Regions from separate parts of the Mus musculus genome. Here region 2 is linked to region 1. The links are chromatin contacts, called in public Hi-C maps. All regions are on one chromosome and are shown on one strand. Each heading gives the region's core, a stretch centred on a gene start, on an enhancer-like site or on the middle of the called end of the contact. The rest is flanking DNA. Distances are from core to core; before and after follow the strand shown. Region 1 overlaps Gm41492 (a long non-coding RNA gene). Region 2 has its middle 44 kb from the start of Olig1.

Region 1 (2,861 bases), core at 75-2,574:
TCCTTTAACTTCTAGTCTCAAAACAGTATGTGTTAAGTGGTTCCTTCAAGGTCAGATGTGAAGTTCTCGAGTAATGGAAGCCCAGGTTGTTTGCAAAGAGAGTTGCATGGCTCTTAAAGCAGCAGATACCTGACCCCTGATCTCAAGTTCTCCTCATCTCCAATGTCTTTTCCACAATTCTAACATCAGTTGTGTCTGCCATTTCCTGTTTGTGAATAATGGCGCTGTAAACATTTATATAGCAGTTTTGTTTAGACATATGTTTTCATTCCTCTTGGATATAAACCAAGGGGTGGAATTACTGGGGCATATGGCTTCTCTATTTTTAAGCTTTTTGGGGATCTGCCAACTTGTTTTCCTAATCAGCTGCATCATTATTCGCTCCCACCAGCAGGGCAGGAGGGTTCCGATGTCTCCAAACCCTCACTGGCACTTGTAATTACTGTCTCTGATTCTCACCCACCCTGGTGTGTGTGAGCTGCTCTCAGGTGGTTAACAACGGGCTAACTTATCATGTATCTAGTAGAGAAGATCTCAGAACATGTCTTTTATATGTACAGACACAGTATGGTACAGTTCTTCATGTGTTTTTAAGTGGCTGGCCATTTTGCAAGCAAGATATAAATAGACTAGGTAGTCCTCTCTTCCCAGACATATGACTTTTTCCCTTTCTGGGGCCTGCATTTTCATTTTCTTGTGGCCGTTATTCACAGCACGAAGACATTCCCTTCTACCAACACACAGTTGCCTTTTTTTAGTTAGTTTTGCTTCTAGAGTTCTGGCTAAGAGAGCATTGCCTCAGCCAAGGCCACAAAGAGTTATCCCTCCTCTTCTCTCTCTCTCTCTCTCTCTCTCTCTCTCTCTCTCTCTCTCTCTCTCTCTCCCTCTCCCTCTCCCTCTCCCTCTCTCTCTCTCTCTCTCTCTCTCTCCTTTTAAGATTTTTTTTTATGTATGTGGGCACACTGTCACTGTCTTCAGACACCACCAGAAGAGGGCATCGGATCCCATTACAGATGGTTGTGAGCCACCTTGTGGCTGCTGGGATTGAACTCAGGACCTCTGGAAGAGCAGCCAGTGCTCTTAACCGCTGACCCATCTCTCCAGCACAGCCCTTCCCTTTAGATTTCTGGAACATTTTGAATTGATTGTGTGTGTGTGTGTGTGTGTGTGTGTGTGTGTGTGTGTGTGTGTAGTGTTGTGCCCATTCCTATTCTTTTGCATGTGGGCTTGCACTGTGCCAGTCTCTGCTCCTTGTCCCTACTCCCTGCTATCAGGAGACTTCACAGGGTGATGCTCATGTGCTCTCTGCTGCCTCTACTGGATGCTGACAATGACATCCTTACAAAGACTCCCAGGCTGTGGGAAGAAGCTGCAGGGAGTGCCAGGTGTACTGCCTTCCATTCTACAGGGAGCAAGGAGCACAGAGAAAAGGACTGTTCCCTCATTTAAGGACACTTGCTCCCTTCCATGGTCTCCTGTCTAGAACTCAGCCTCAAGGGCATGCTTAGCAGGAAGCTGGTCTGAGGACACGATAGCATTATTCCGAGTGGCTCTGTGGTGGCCTGAAAGTGGGTGTCCCTACAGAAGACAAAGCAAAGCAGAACTGGGCTAGGGGTACCTGATTTCTGGGCTCAAGGGCGGTCTCAGGACTCAATATGCTTCCAAGTTATTTTTCTCTCCTATTACATTTTTATTTATTTATTGCCAGATAAAACTGAATGCTTGGCACATACCATATGAATTGGAAGAAAATGTATAGGGTGGGATGGGTAAGACAAGACAATTTACAAATGCACTGTGGTTCTTTAGGTCTCATTCTTGTTTTGTTTTGTTTTGTTTTCGAGACAGGGTTTCTCTGTGCAGTCCTGGCTGACCTGGAACTCACTCTGTAGACCAGTAGACCAGGCTGGCCTCGAACTCAGAAATCTGCCTGCCTCTGCCTCTCAAGTGCTGGGATTAAAGGCATGCGCCACTACCACCCGGCTTTAGTTCTCATTCTTGTGATGACATTTAACACCCACTGTGAGTTTTCTGAGACTGTGTGGCCACATAGCACCTTATACCTCTTAAGTCCACCTAACAGGGACTCTAGATACATTAGTGCAAGTCTTCTCATACCCTGGGTTATCCAGATGGTTTCTTACTTCAATGGCATCACCTCTGGGACTGTACCTGTGTCACCAAATTCTTCTTCAGTTTAGATTCTGGGAGTAGTTTGTCAACCCGTGGGGAGCTGGCTGGGATATTGCTTCCATTCCTGTGTTTTCGAGCAAAGCATTTGGATTCAGTGCAGAGGGGGAGCTGGAGTTCCAGACACCGAAGCCAATGAAACCCTCAAAGGGCTCCCTCCACACTCGGGCACAGATTTGCTGCTTGAAATACATTGTTCTCTTACTACTCTTATTTTCTTTAAAATTTTTTTTCTTTTTCTTTTTCCACTTTCAAACAAAGATGTGAGCATTGTTTTCCAGAACAATTGCACTGTCCAGACTCAGAAAAGTGTCAATTCAACCCATGTTGGCTTTTCTCTCTCTCTCTCTCTCTCTCTCTCTCACTCTTTTTAAACTAATTGTAATAAGTGGTTGCTGTGAAAAACGCAGGCTTCCTCAGGCCGCCCTCCCAGTGACCCATACCCTGACCTGCCCAGACCACCTTCTGTCCAAGAGGGGGAAAGTTTTGTTCCTAGATCAGATAAAACCCGGGTTTACCCCTAGCGACCAGCAGGATTAATCAGGCACCAGTAGAACAGCACACAGCAACACTAAAACCCACTCATAGTAAGAAGGACTCGCACCAGGCTGCGCTCGACCCAGGTGCTCACCTCTTCTGTCCTTTGCCCTGAGATGCAGAACCTGCCTCCC
Region 2 (2,815 bases), core at 272-2,771, 150 kb after region 1:
AGGCAGCCTTGTAACTCATTCACTGAGATCTGAAAAGTTCACTTCTCCCTCCAAACCAGGGTTCCCTCACTGGACTCACTAAACACACACACACACACACACACACACACACACACACACACATACACACACACACACACACACACACACACACACACAGAGAGAGAGAGAGAGAGAGCGAGAGAGAGAGAGAGAGAGAGAGAGAGAGAGAGAGCAAATAACCCCTTATTTTCAAACATGTTTGATTCTGTCCTCCGCTGAGGGAGAGAAAGAAATCCAAGCAAACAGCAGGAGGCCCCACTGTTTCATATACCGCCAGCGGAGTGTGGGGTAAGCCTTGCTACAAGGCTGTCTGTTAATAATTTGCATACATGCTTTAAGGATGTAGTGCGGGGGCTGAGTGCTTTCCTAGAATGCAGAAGGTCCTGTGTTCAAGTCCAAACACTTCGTGGATAGTGGGCTCCTATGATCCTAACACTTGGGATGTGGAGGCAGGGGGATTAGAGAGTCGAGACCATCCTTAGCTATGGAGTGAGTTTGAAGCAATTCTGGCTACATGAGATCTTGCCTCAATAATGATAATATTTATTAGTAGTAGTTAAATCATTATTTGTGTTTATACAGCCAGCCCTTCACTGCAGGCGTGTCCAAGGGCCTTTCTACTATGAGCATGGGACATGGCCGCAGCGCCATTTCCGTGTTTTCTCTAAAACCCAGGCTAAATGGATGGCCCGTTCTTAAGGGGCTGCACGTGATCAATAACATTCAATTATGACCATAGATCCCATCGCAAATGGGACGTTCAGTTCAGCATCTCAAAAATCTGTTCTTTTCTTTTCCCTTTCTCTAGGACAGCACCCCAACACACACACACACACACACACACACACACACACACACTTGGAGACTTTGGCCAACAATTTAGTTAACTGTCAACCAAAGCACGTAGTCAATTTCAGTATAGGTCTCCTGCCCAGGAGCAGTCAGCTGACAAATGAACTCAAGAGGGTTTTTTGCCCCATTTTGCTTGCTTGCTTTCTTTCTTCCTTTCTTCCTTCCTTCCTTCCTTCCTTCCTTTCTTTCTTTCTTTCTTTCTTTCTTTCTCTCTTTTCTTGTGGGTTGTGTGCGTGCGTTTCTTTTTGTCTTGTCTCGTTTTTTGTTTAAAGACAGAGAAAAGAACATAAAGTCAGAAGGGTAGGGGGATTCGAAGGATCTGGGAGGGGTTGAGGGAGAGGAGAGAAACTGTCAAAATATATGTGCAATTTTTTTTTTAAGAAAAGAAGAAAAGGGTAGAAACAAAAACAACAAAACAAAATAAAAATGAAGACCTAAGATGCACCGCGGTAAGAGGAGCCCCTCGGGCGGGAAGCCTGCCCCGGGGGATGGGCTTCCATTCAGAAACTGCTCAGGTGGAGCGAGGCTCTGGCCTGAAGACTCCTGTTCGCCTACAGGCTCTCATCAGTTCTTTCCCAGCAAAGAGCCGCTGTGCGCGGGCAACACCCACTAGTTCTTTCGATCAACAGCGCCCCTTACTGGCTAGTGCACTACAAACTCACGGACTTCTTGGACTCCATCACAGTCTTACCCCAACAACTAGCAAATGAGTCCCTTTCTTCCTGAAACTTTAAACACACAGAACCGGTGGAGGCGATCTTGCGATCCTAGCTCCAGGGTCCTAGCCACCCCTCTGCCTTATCGATCTCAGCAGAGCCAGGTTTCTCTTTGGGAGGCTGGTCCTCAGAGGAGCTGTGTCTCCTGGGAAACCAATAAACTACAGATAACACTGTGATCACAGCAGATCTGGCAGTATCCCAGAAGGAAAATCTGCTCCTCTGTGAGCTAGAGGGACTTGAATTCTAAGTATGGCATGGGGCAGTAACTAAAAAACAGATGCACTGGGCTTTTTAAAATGCTTTTCTGGGGTTTCCCACAAAACCCCTTTATTCGTGTGCAGAGGAGCTCGGTCCTGGCTGGCTACAGGTTGTGTTTGAGTTATTTTAGGCGAGGGGGTGTCGCAGAGGGAGACAGACTTGGAGGTGGAGGGAATTTATTTTGGTAGAGGTACTTTATTTTGCTCTCTTGCCTGGGAGGACCTGTCTCCCTTGGGTAATTTAAAGTTTGTTAAGAACCTTGGAATTCCTCGGAGGGAGGAGCGCCATTGCAAATAAAATAAAGAGGTCACAGGCAGAGAGATGGAGACAAAGGTGACCCCAGGCAGTGCCTCTGGGTTCTGGGCATTTGACAGTGGGGTTGGCTAAGGTCTTTAGGCAGCTAAGGAAGTTGCCTCTCCTAACCTTGCTCTTATTCCAATATTTGTTATGTGCCTGGATGTGTAATATTTCTTGTCCCCAGCACCATGCTGGAATGTTTCTATATGTTGGTTGATACATTTAATCTTCACACAGCCACCAGAAGACTACTTTTGAATCCAACCCATATGTGTCTAACTAAAAAAAAATGTATCACGCTCACCCAGCTTTCTCCCCCCGCCCCCACTTGGGAAATGAGTTAGATGAATTGATCGTTCTGAGCCAAGCTTCCTAGACCCAATGATGTGGCCAGTATATTGACCCCTAGTCTCAAGTCAGCAATGGCTGTTCTCTCAGGGTGTCTTCCCTTTGCCTTGCCCAGAAAGTCTCTGTGGCACTCTGTCCCTCTTCTTCCCGACGCTTTCCTGTCTCTCAAACACAGACAGTCTGGACTGTCAACTTGGTGTTCCTGGCAGGAAGAAACCCACACTCTGTATTTTAAAGGTTCCTGGTAATGTCTAGCTAAACACTCAGAACACTGGAGACTGTGCACGCCATATCTTTCG

Evidence for each region. A called contact is a pair of places that touch in the nucleus more often than the background predicts.
Region 2: a Hi-C map of cortical glia shows a contact between it and region 1, with 2.6 times the contacts expected there. The contact joins two enhancer-like sites. A contact is called at or near these places in 4 of 39 promoter capture datasets (the C10 cell line, the HPC-7 cell line, cranial neural crest and 1 more), 49 of 484 Hi-C or Micro-C datasets (the HL-1 cell line, LSK cells, Sertoli cells and 29 more) and 13 of 115 datasets of contacts at active chromatin or transcription factors (bone marrow-derived dendritic cells, craniofacial prominence, embryonic basal ganglia and 9 more).

The regions. Positions count from the first base shown.
Region 1 is chr16:91,165,762-91,168,622 of GRCm38.p6, forward strand. All of the region lies in intron 1 of Gm41492 (a long non-coding RNA gene), which reads right to left. It also overlaps Gm9881. Among named protein-coding and RNA genes, the nearest start is that of Gm41492, 33 kb to the right of the region's middle. Within about 2 kb of position 1,325, at least 6 of the 459 cell types and tissues checked have an H3K27ac peak or open chromatin away from gene starts, as enhancers often do. A contact at or near this core is called in cortical glia, where this site is marked.
Region 2 is chr16:91,312,805-91,315,619 of GRCm38.p6, forward strand. No RefSeq gene overlaps it. Among named protein-coding and RNA genes, the nearest start is that of Olig1, 44 kb to the left of the region's middle. Within about 2 kb of position 1,522, at least 19 of the 459 cell types and tissues checked have an H3K27ac peak or open chromatin away from gene starts, as enhancers often do. A contact at or near this core is called in cortical glia, where this site is marked.